Linked DNA regions of Mus musculus: all the other regions are linked to region 3. Evidence: chromatin contacts called from public HiChIP or PLAC-seq and promoter capture Hi-C data. All regions are on one chromosome and are shown on one strand. The core of a region is the stretch at or near the end of the contact, and the rest is flanking DNA. Distances in the headings are between cores, read along the strand shown. Region 1 holds the start of Dnaic2 (dynein, axonemal, intermediate chain 2). Region 2 holds the start of Rab37 (RAB37, member RAS oncogene family). Region 3 holds the start of Fam104a (family with sequence similarity 104, member A). Region 4 holds the start of Gprc5c (G protein-coupled receptor, family C, group 5, member C).

Region 1 (2,700 bases), core at 83-2,582, 1.0 Mb before region 3:
CACCCAGCCCCACTGAGTCTCAAATCCAGGGTCACAAAGAACCGCTATACCCTGGTCCAAACACCAAAACATGTGATCATTTCCTGCACCCTAGCCCAACAGAAACAACAAGACTTGCCTCAGGCGAGGATAATGAGCAAAGTCGTTCCTAGAGAGAACCCCTTGTGGTTGAGCGGAAAGCATGGTACACAGCTGGGAGGAAGGGCCAGGAAATAGCAGGCAACAGAGGTGTCAGTATGGGAAGGGGGCCAGGAGGAGGGTCACCCTTTGTCCCTTGTGTGCCTGGAATTGTAGAGCCGTGCTTGAGTGAGGAATACAGATGGAAGGGCTCCTGTGTCTTTCCAATGTCTTTGTGAACCTTCTGGACAAGGTTAGGAAAATGGTCTCCTGACCCTAAATGTAGATGAAAGGCCAACTCCCAGATGGAGGGGCAAAAGAAAAGGTGCATTTACATACAGTACCTGTGCTCAGTCCACAAGACTCTTGTGATCTCCCATTTTACGCCCTCCATTTTATTTTTCTTAATTTCACTTTATTTTTAATCGTGTGTGTGTGTGTGTGTGTGTGTGTGTGTGTGTGTGTGTGTGTGTGTGTGTAAGTGCACACAAGTGCAGGTGGGGTGGAAGCCAGAAGTGCCAAATCCCCTGGAGTTGGAGTTTCAGGGGTTGTGAGTCACCTGATGTGGGTGCTGGAAATCAAACTCCCGGTTCTTTGCAAGAGCGCACTCACTCTTAGCAGCTGAGACAGTCCTCCAGCCCCCTCTCTTAGTCTTTGAGACAGGCTCTCACTCTGAGTCCACTGGCCTAGAGCGCACTGAGTAGTCTAGGTTGCTCTCTGACTCTTGGTAATCCTCCTGCATCAGTTTACAGGAGTGCAGGGTTTACCGGCCTATCCCTATCCCCCTCCCTACGTTTAACTGAAAGCTCTCTTCTTAACAACCCATCCTTCCTGGGCTTGAAATTTTGTTCCATTCACCTGAAAGCCAGAAAGAGGTCCCGCCCACTCCGGGTCACAGCCCGGGTCAGGGCCTGGTGGAGAAGTGCAGAAGGCAAGGTGCTTGGAGGCTGAGGAGGTCCTGGAGCTTGAAGAATATTCAGGGCAGCGAGGATTAATGCAGCAGAATGAGCTGATTCCAGCACCTGACAGTTCTCCGAGATTTCTTGCACTGTTGGTGATTATTACCCTCGAGAGCTTTTCCCTCTTTTTGCCAGGTCTTCTTTCGGGCTTGGACGTCCTCTAGGACGCCCGCCCCTTATCCTGGCTCACCTCCTGCCACACAGCCCAGGAGAAGCGCCCAAGACCAGTCCCAGCTCCAGCGCAGCTTAAACGGCTGGGAGCTGCGGAGTTTACCAGTTGCCTAGCAACCCTGGCCGGGCCGAGACGCCGGCAGTTCGGAAGGCGATCTGGAGCACGTGACTCTGGTCCCGCTAGTCGGAAGCACCCCCTTCTCTCCTTCCTTCTCTGGAGGAGGTCTGCGGAAGAGGTGGAGGAAAGTTAACCAAAGCTTTGCCAAAATGCCTACCCAAGTCTACAGTCTATACCCAGCAAAGTCCCTCCCCCACTCCCGTATCCCCCGAAAACGCAATCAAAGTGACCAGAGCGTGGGAAGCCCCGCACCTGGGTCAGTTCGGATCATGTCTGATTTGTCACTGCTACAATGTCCGGGTCTCTTCTGTTAACGTATCCCTTGCACCACCACCCTTCTGAATTCATCTCTGGAATGGAAATTCCTTGAGGGTCAGGCTCAATGCATGCAAGCATGGCTTAGCTATGCGGCTGGCACGTTGTAAATATGGTTTCATTGCATGAATGAATGAGCTAGCTGATGGACACATGAATGACACAAAGAGAGATGTGTTTCTCATGAGCTTGAGGCAAGGAAGTGAGAAAATGTGGGAGGGATTGATGGACAGGCTGAGTACAAGGCACTTTGTTGGGTAAGCCTGACAAGCAGAGTTCACATCCTAGAACCCACATAAAAATGGGGGAAAAAATGGATTCCACAAAGTTGTCCTCTGATCTGTGTCATGTAGCACACCCACAATCATCATCATCATCAATAATTTAAAAAGAATTAAAGAAGGGAGGTAGAGTCCTATATCTAGGACTGGTGAGATGGCTCAGTAGAGAAAGGGGCTTGCTACCACTTCTATGACCTAGGGTTGAGCCCCAGACACACATGGTGAAGGAGAGAACTGAATTCTCTAAGTTGTCCTCTGACCTCCATACTTGTGCTATGTAAGACACACACAAACACACACATACACAATATGATTTTTAAAAAAAGATTTATTTATTTATTTAGTACCGTGTTCTGTCAGCATGCCAGAAGAGGGTACCAAGATTCCATTACAGATGGTTGTGAGCCACCATGTGGTTGCTGGGAATTGACCTCAGGACCTCTGGAAGCACAGTCAGTGTATTTAACCTCTGAGCCATCTCTCCAGCCCACAATATAATTTTTTAAAGAGAAAGAAAACTACAGAACCGTATATACTTTCCCAGAGGTGTTCCTTAAGAGCATTTGGGACCCGAGGTTGGTTCTTTATTTATCATGGGATTTTAGCAAGGCACTCTCTCTGCCATCCCCTGTGAGGTTTGAATGAGATCACCCTCATAGCTCATATATTTGTATGCTTAGTTCCCAGATGGACAAGCTTTTTGGAAAAGATTAGAACCTTGTTGGAGAAGGTATGTCAC
Region 2 (2,700 bases), core at 7-2,506, 1.5 Mb before region 3:
ATCAAGTCCACCAAACACAAACAGCTGCTCAGCCTTGCCACCTCCTAGGTAAACAGCTCAGTTGTCCTGCAGGGCTAGGAGGTCAGGAGATCCCCATCAGCCTGGGGGTGGGGGCTGGCCATCAGCAACTCCCCTCCCCTGAGGACTTAGAGCCCCATTTCCTGCCACAAGCCCACACAGGACGCCTATCTCAACGTCTCTGGGTGGGTAGGCTGGCTGACTGGCTTCCCCTGAAACCCTAGGGGGTGGAGATGTGAAGCTCCTAGTGAGAGTGAGATCTGGTGTTTGAGAGGAACCAAGACCCTGAAAGAGGCAGGTACCCTTCAAGACCAGGCATCACTTCTACCTGGCATAGCTCTTACTTCTCTCTCCTAAACCCTGTAGAAAAATAGTGCAAGAGGCTGGCTGGCTCAGCATCTCTTTTTAGAGTTCCATGTACTTGCTTAAGCCAAGGACACCAATAAGAGAGGTGGTGACAGACATCCTTTTATTCAGGGCATTCCTGCAGAATGTATGCACCCCAGAGAGTTGCCTTTAAGGTCGTCGGGGGGCCGGGCGGGGGGAGGGGGAGAGTGGGCCATGGTCACTAATTGCCATGTTCTTTCTCAGCTTCTGAAAATTCCCAAGTGGACTTGTAGGCTGGCTACATGCAGCCTGGGGTGTTGGGAAGGAGCTGTGAGTCTATGTCTGGAGGCAGTGGGGAGGGGAAGGGTGGGATGTACCGCTGAGTGGGGACCCAAAGCACTGCACGCCTGTGACAGGTGTCACTTTTTGAGGCTTAGCTCAAAAAGGGCATTAACCTTGAGATGCCTCTGAAGGCGGGGATGCCCTGTCTGTGTCTTCAGAGAGTCCCTGTCTCCCAGTATTCCAAAGTGTGGCAGAAGGAACTGGGTTTTTGTTCCTAGGGTGGGGGAGTCTTAGTCTTTCAGATCTGCCTTACCCCATGCCCTCCGAGGTCAGCCTAGAACCCTAGAGACTGGGATGAGCCCAGGGGTTATGCCCCAGACCAGAGACCCAGCTGACACTTCCAGAAGAGGGGTGTAGACAGGGAAGGACAGGGTCCTAAGGCAAAGGACATCGGGAGGGATGTCCCTAAGTGCCGGCCTGGGGGGTCCCCAGCACTGAGCGCAGAGCCCACCCACCTTGCCGGTGAGATCGTAGTTCGGGCTGAAGGGCGGGGAGCGCTCAGGGGCCTCGCCATCCCCAGCGGTAGCAGCTCCTGGTGTGCCAGTCATGTCCCCGGACAGTCAGAGGTGAGCCCGGCTCGAAGCAAGCGAGGGAGAGCGAGGAACCGCCCTGCCCTAGGCTCCGCCCACTCCTCCCTCCCCATCCACCAACCGGCTCGGACCCTGATAGACTCCTCCCTCCGTCCCGCCATCCCCTCGACGACGCCAGCCAGGACGTCTGAGACTCGCAGAATGCACACCCTAGGGAGTGGCAGTCCCCCTGAGAGACATTAGCCTAGTTTAGTGCTCTTACAGCACGGAATGAGTCCTGCTACAGGACCAGCCCATTAAGGTCGCAGTGGTGAAGTTAGATTGCCATCGAGGCTGCGGACCCGGGAGACCCAGCTAGCTGCGGAAGGTGTGGGGCTTGGTTTCCTACTGCGGCAATGCAGTGGCCAGCAGGGCGCGCCCGAGCTCCAGCCAGTTGACAGTCCGGTACTTACCTGCAGGCAAGAAGCTGGGGACGTCCCTGAACAATGTTGGACAGGAAGTTGCATTCTGAGACTAGCACCCAAGCGGTTCTGATAGACCTCAGCTCATCTGAGCCTACTTTTTCACCGACACTCACCTTGGAGCGCACTGACCATCTGGGGAGCTCCTGGGTGGTGCTAACACTTGGAGCTCTTTGCCATGTTTCTCCCTCATTTGTTAGTCTAAGCCCCTGATGTCCTCCCACCACGGGAAGGTGAGCTCTTGAAGCCCATCTTTCCAAGGGGACAAGATAGGGCCAACATTATTCAGGGAAGGCCTAGGCCTAGCCACCGAGTGGGTGCCACAGGAATTCATGAAGTCGTGGGTCGTTTTGAGCTGTTTCTAGTACAGCCCAGGAACCCTGCAGCTCCGGATGACGGGGGATATGGAGAATCTGGGGTTGCACATACCAGGGTTCAGTAGCTTGTGGGCCAACTTTTCAACATCTCAACGCTGTATAGAAAGGAACAGGATGCGGGGACTGGATGCGGGGTGTAGGAAGGGGGTTGGGCCCCTCAACTTTTTAGGTGAGGGCAGTGAGGGCTGGCTTTGGGGTGACTATGACTTGGGAAATGGCTGTGTACATCAGCAGGAACTATTTCATGACAGCTGAGAGGAGATCCCGGAGCCTGGATGGAGGTGACTTTGTCGAGGTGGGAATTGGAGAGGGGTAGTGGCTTGCCCCTTGCTCACCGTCCACTGAAAACTAATGTTGTGGGGGTACATCGTGTCCCCCAAGAGATATGCTGAAGTCCTAGGCACTGGTACCCAAAATGTGTGTGGCCTTCCTTGGCAACAGGAACATTAGAGATGTAGGTTAGAACTGGGCCATACTGGAATAGGGGTTCCGTGATGGTTAATACTGATCATTAACTTGGCAGGCCCTAGAGTCATGCTGTGAGGGAATATCTTAATTAGGTTGACCGAGGTGGGAAGACCCACTCCAGAGGAGGGCAGCATGAAAAGGAAGAGATCACACCTCTTGTTCTCTGTTGCTTGTTTG
Region 3 (2,700 bases), core at 175-2,674:
ACTGTTTCCCACCGAGTGCACCATAAGTCTTCTGTTAGTGAGAATGCACTGCCGCACTGAAGGGCACACGACAAAGACAATACATGGGCTTTCCAGTTTTTTTGTTTGTTTTGTTTTGGAGACAGGGTTTCTCTGTGTAGCCCTGGCTGTCCTGGAACTCACTCCGTAGACCAGGCTGGCCTTGACCTCAGAAATCCGCCTGCCTCTGCCTCCCAAGTGTTGGGATTAAAGGCGCGCGCCACCGCCGCCCGGTTGGACTTTCCAGTTTTAACGGTAGACTTTTTTGAGATGATGGGGTCTTACCTGGTAGCCTTGTCTTCCCTGGAACTCTCACTAGGTAGACCAGGATGGCCTTGAACTCACATAGATCAGCTTGCTCTGCCTCCTGAGTAGTGGGATTAAAAGGCGTGCATTACTACGCCAGACTCTACACCCTACACTTTAACAGGGGTTTCGTTTTCCTGCCTGACCTCTTGTCGACTCTCCTAAAGACCCCCATGCTTATGGATCACTGTTCACGTTTGGCAGAAACTCTGAATATCAGTTTGTGTAAGGTGGGGAGCTGATAGTACTGAGTCCTAGACAAAGAACTGGATTATGCTCCTGACAGAGAAAAGGGAATGCGTCTGACAACCAAAGTTAAGACTTCCCCAAGTCTTAGAGTACACGTATTCTGGTGGTGGTGGTGAGATCACATGGGAGACAAGGTCTCAAGTAGCCCAGGCTGGCTTCGAACTTGTTACACAGTCGAGGATGATTCTGACCTCCTGGTCTTGCAGCTTCTCCTCCCAAGAATGGGGATGACAGGTGTGCGCAACTCACGGCGGGCAGGGACCTCGCGATTCGCCACTGATCAAGCTCACCTCGCCAGCCGCGAGGCAGCTCCGTCCACACCGCCGCGTTCCCACGCCTGCCGGTCTCCCCCACACCTCTCGGTCCGGCCTCTTCCAGCAGGTGGGCGTGGCCCTTCCCGGTACGGAACTCCGTTATCCCGTTCGCCTGTTCCGCACTCCTCTCTTGACCTGCAACAAAGGTCGCGGAAAAATAGCCCAGCCCTTAGCTACTCCATGGAACGGGCTCCGCACCGTTCGGAGACGCGAAGTTCCACGCCGCACACTCTTAGAACCCGGAGCCCACCAACACCTTCCCAACCAGAGGACCCCTGAGCCTGTGGCCGTCCGCGTCTGTGCCTGATGGAGCTCGTCTGGTTCTTTTTAAAATTTTCACCTTAGAGAGGCTTAACGCAGAGACAAGTATCAATGATCGTCAAATAATGTAATTTATCTAAAATCTGGCTTGACTTTTACGTCGTGTCCTGTTTTGTTTTTGAACAGGCGGCTGCCCCGGACACCTAAACGGGGGTCCTGGAAGTTCCCGGTCAGTCTTCCCTCTGGGACCCGCCTCTTCCTGCGTGCGCGGTGATGGGAAAGCGCGGCCGGCGTCCCGCCTCCGCGCAGCCGCAGGAGGACAGTACCACGGCGCCTGCGACATGGGGAGGCGCGGAGGCGACACCGGAAGTGGCTGTGGTCCGGGTCGGCCCGAGGGGGACTCAGCGCCCGCAGCAACCACCCGCGCGGCGGCGGTCAGAGCTCAGACCCGTGCGGGTGGGCGTGGCGGGCGCCGGGACACAGCTCCGACTGTTCGCTGTCGGCGCGGGGCGGCGCCGCGTCGCTCGCCTTCACCAGCTGCCATGAGCGAGCGCCTCCGCCCCAGGTGAGGGAAGGGGGGAACCCGCTTTCTCCGCGGCCCCTCGGCCGAGGATGTGCGCTCTGGAGCCGAGGGGCGGACGGAGCCGGCGGGGTGGTGGTGCGAGGCTCTGGGCTGCGCTGCTCTGCGGTCGGAGGAGGCGGAGGGGAGAAGGTGGCGCCGCCTCTGACACTTGGACCCCGTGGGCAGCCAGGGAGGCGACGCTCTGGAATCCAGGGCTGCCCCTTCTCCGTCTTTTCCTTGTTTTCTTCGTCTTCTGCCCTTTCCGCTTCGGAATGAGGTTTGTTCGGCCCGACGAGACGGACGGTGTGGTCCTTCCTAAATTGAGGCGGGCGGTGGTGGTAGGGGGATGGGAGGGATGGCCGATCTGGAAGAGATGGCTCCCTTCGAGCGAGGCGCCTCGGAGAGGGGACGGGATGCTTCGGGGGCGGGGAGCTGCTGGCGCCCCAAGGTCAGGAGAAAGGCGGGGGTTGGGCTTAACCCCTGCAGCTGGGAGGGCTTAGGGCAGACCGCAGCGCTGTGCCCTCCCTCATCTGATGGACCCGGGTGGGTGGTGACCCACTCTCGGTTGTAGCATTAGCAGGCAGGATTCTAAACAGTTTGGATGAGGGGCCAGTTGGCTGGGAGCAGGGAGGTGGCTAACACCACGAGTTACTCTCAACCCTCACTAGGCGGGCGGCCCCTCGGGGCTTTAGGCCCGATCCAGATGAAGTTTCTTTTCTCCTTATTTTCCGTCTGGGAAGAAGTAAGTTGGGACGCCTTACCTCAGAATGAAGAAGGCTGGCTTTATTTCTTACTGGAAAGTCTCCTAATAAGATGCTTGACGATCTATCTACATCTACGCTAAGTTGTACTTTTTCATTTCTCTGGTGGAGAACAGAGAACGGATTTAGAGAGACTCATTTATTTATCTAAGTCTATTCAGGCTCGCGGCTCTTTATTCCGTAGTCGTCTCAGGCTTAAAGAAGGTGGATCGTAGGCTTGCTTTTTTAT
Region 4 (2,700 bases), core at 134-2,633, 1.2 Mb before region 3:
CAAGATCGTGAAATCTTAAGGAATGATTTAGAACTTTGTAAGTGCAAACGTGTGGGCGCGAAGTAGAAACGGAAAGCGCTCTGGAAAAACCAGGGGTGAATAAGGGGTGGGACCCAGAACATAGGCCTCTACACGGAGAAGCGCCGTAGGCCTCTGAAATTCCAAACTTCCCGCGGAGAGATCCTGAGCCTTCACCTCCCTATTCCAACTGGACTGTGTCAACACTCTACGCCCCTGAAAGTTCGAACCGAAAGAGCAAAGGACCAGGCTCTCTGTCCCTAATCCCTCTGGTCACAGAAACCTGCCCTCCCCACGCACTGCCGCGAAATAAGGAAAGGAAGCCAACCTACAGTCACAGTCGACCGTAGCCTCCCACTACGAGAGTGGATAGAGGAACAGCTCTCCGACACTAAGATCCCTTGCGGAACACCCCCGGCCGCAGAACCTGGCTTCCCCGAGCCATTAAATCCCCAGCTGGCTCGGGTTTGGAAACTTTCTGCGAACTTGTAGAGTGGGTGCATCGTCACCCACCCCTTGGGTTTTCACCGGGGGCCTCGGCCCTCTCCCTTTCCCAGCCAGCTGGACCCAGCCCTTCCTGCGGGCCGATGGCTAGGGCGGAGCGCCGAGGCAGCAGCCCTTACCTGGGACGCGCAGCCAGCCCGCTCCGGCGCCGCGCTCAGAGCCAACTTCGGCCCCAGGCAGGGCGCCGGCGGGCGTAGGAGGGACTCAAAGCAGGGCGCGGGGCCAGAGCCCGTTCAGGCGGGGGGTGACCAGGCCTGAGCAAAGGTGCGGGGGCCTGCCTCCCAGGGACCCCCGACTGAGCACTGAGCTAAGCGCGCTCAGTGGCTCGCTCTCCCGCCCGCCTCCCCAGGCACAGTGCTCCCCTCTCTCGGCCAGGGTGGGCCGGGCTGCATCACCGTGACATCACCTCCATTCCCGGCGCTCCTCCGGGGCCAGCAGCGCTCCAGGTACGAGCAATCCTAATCCCCAGTAACAAAGCGCGCCCGGCCCTGCCCCCTCCGACTCACCTCCAGGCTCGGCCGACGCGCACTTTCGGGTTGGGAAAGGCGATCGGAGTTTCTGGCCAAACTGACTAGTGGGTTGTTGCTGTTTACTGCCACGCCCCCGCACGCGGGCGCGCGCGCACTTGCGCGTACTCACTTTCTGGATTCGCCTTTCTCTCCCGAAAGAGGTTCGGGGTGCAGCTCAGTACACCCCTAGGCTGCATCTCCCAGCGATCGCACGCACCCACAGACTCACGGTGGCCACCTTGGCGCGTCTACCCGTGACAGACACCCAACCTTTGTCACTTTCGTCCTGGCTTTCCCATGAGACACATGCCTGGCACAGTTCGCTGCTCCGGGCTGGAGCGAGGAACACACTAGGACACAAAGTCCGTCTTTGTCACGGCTCCGCGCCCCCTCCCCTAGCGAGCTTGCACACGTGGACACAGCGCACACGGAGCGTCCTCCTCTTTCGTGCGTGATCCTTCCCGAAGAGCCCAGTCTCCAAGATCACGAGGGAATGTCACGGCGCACGTCCCTAAATCTGTGGACTGAGTCCAGAACCCCTGCGGGCTGTTGGCCGGAGTCTTTGTCGGCCTGACTACCCCACGCCCGAGTTTCTTACAACGCGGGCTCCCCTCCCCGCGTCCCGGTTCCCTGTGGTGACCTGTCCTAATTAGCCTCTCAGTTTTGTTCCCGAGGTAGTGTTTAACAGGATCCCTGTGGTCTGTGCGCTCCTGGCCACGTTGTTGCTGACTCTAAGTCCAGCCTCTCCCGAAGTCTGAAGACCTTTCCACGAATTCAGATTCCCCTGAACCACACCCCCACTCCCTGCCCGGGCGGATCCACCCTTTCTCCTCCAGCCCCGGGAATCTGCTGAAAAGAAACCGCAGAAATAGGGAAGCGAATCCCAGCTGAGGCCTATCTGGCCCAGTAAACAAGAGATTTTTTTCTTTCCGGCCACTTTCTCTGGGGACCTGGGATCCCGCGGGAGTGAGTTGTGCTGTCTTTGGAGCACTGAGTGGGTCTGGTTGCATTGCGCTGTATCCCCGTAGGGGACAAGTCGCAAGAGCAAGGGAGAGGTTGTTGGGCCTGACAGGGGCCTTGGGGACTCTGGGGGAGGGCAGGGAGTCGGGTCTCAGGGTGCGGGTTCTCGCGACGCCGAGTTGCCTGGGGGATCGCCAGGAGCGCGGTCGGAGCCAGCCGGTGGCTGGGCAGGCTGCAGGGCGTGTTTGCTCAATCCTGGGCTCCCGCGAGGAGGGGGGGGGGGCGGGGGGGCGGGAGGGGGGAGGCAGCTGGTCACAGGCGAGGGGATAGCCAGGTGGAGGAGGTCAGGGAGCTAGTGACCCGTACCTCCCCGACTGGCTGTGTGTTTGAGTACCTCCATCTATGACAACCTGGAGTCTAAACTCAATGAATCACCCGGAGTTGCCGGAGCGATAAAACCTTCGGCCGGTTCCTCCTCACCGCTCTGTTCTTTTCTGACTCTAGGAGGAATGTTTATTTAAGGGGGGTGTGGGGGGGAGAAGCCTGTGGGGCCCAGACTTTCTAGAACCCTGAATCCTTTCCTGTGCCCTGTAGTTTCTGTCAGGTCTGGGGAATGTGGCAAAGCTCGAACTATTTCAGTGGGTGGCTGCTGTGGGGGTACCCGCTCCCATTCCTAAATCCACCTCCCAACCCAAGGTTAGAGATCTAA

What was found. Promoter capture Hi-C pulls out the DNA fragments that hold promoters and counts their contacts. HiChIP or PLAC-seq counts read pairs in DNA pulled down with a chosen protein or histone mark.
Region 1: a contact with region 3 is called in a promoter capture Hi-C map of trophoblast stem cells, with 5 times the contacts expected there. The contact joins the promoter of Dnaic2 here to the promoter of Fam104a in region 3. A contact is called at or near these places in 10 of 39 promoter capture datasets (the 3T3-L1 cell line, the C10 cell line, the HPC-7 cell line and 6 more) and 2 of 115 datasets of contacts at active chromatin or transcription factors (fibro-adipogenic progenitors and pancreatic cancer cells).
Region 2: a contact with region 3 is called in a promoter capture Hi-C map of liver, with 5 times the contacts expected there. The contact joins the promoter of Rab37 here to the promoter of Fam104a in region 3. A contact is called at or near these places in 4 of 39 promoter capture datasets (embryonic stem cells, liver and pre-B cells) and 1 of 115 datasets of contacts at active chromatin or transcription factors (pancreatic cancer cells).
Region 4: an HNF4G HiChIP or PLAC-seq map of pancreatic cancer cells shows a contact between it and region 3. The contact joins the promoter of Gprc5c here to the promoter of Fam104a in region 3. A contact is called at or near these places in 1 of 39 promoter capture datasets (liver) and 2 of 115 datasets of contacts at active chromatin or transcription factors (large pre-B cells and pancreatic cancer cells).

What each region holds. Positions count from the first base shown.
Region 1 is chr11:114,726,051-114,728,750 of GRCm38.p6, reverse strand. Dnaic2 (dynein, axonemal, intermediate chain 2) reads right to left here and starts at 1,332. Exons shown (of 13, transcript NM_001034878.3): 1 at 976-1,332.
Region 2 is chr11:115,152,734-115,155,433 of GRCm38.p6, reverse strand. It overlaps Rab37 (RAB37, member RAS oncogene family), which reads right to left and starts at 1,256. Exons shown (of 9, transcript NM_021411.4): 1 at 1,143-1,256. The coding sequence starts at 1,235.
Region 3 is chr11:113,682,875-113,685,574 of GRCm38.p6, reverse strand. It overlaps Fam104a (family with sequence similarity 104, member A), which reads left to right and starts at 1,424. Exons shown (of 3, transcript NM_138598.5): 1 at 1,424-1,713. The coding sequence starts at 1,490. D11Wsu47e (DNA segment, Chr 11, Wayne State University 47, expressed) reads right to left here and starts at 1,141. Exons shown (of 5, transcript NM_001361593.1): 1 at 864-1,141.
Region 4 is chr11:114,850,215-114,852,914 of GRCm38.p6, reverse strand. It overlaps Gprc5c (G protein-coupled receptor, family C, group 5, member C), which reads right to left and starts at 1,383. Exons shown (of 5, transcript NM_001110337.1): 1 at 1,029-1,383.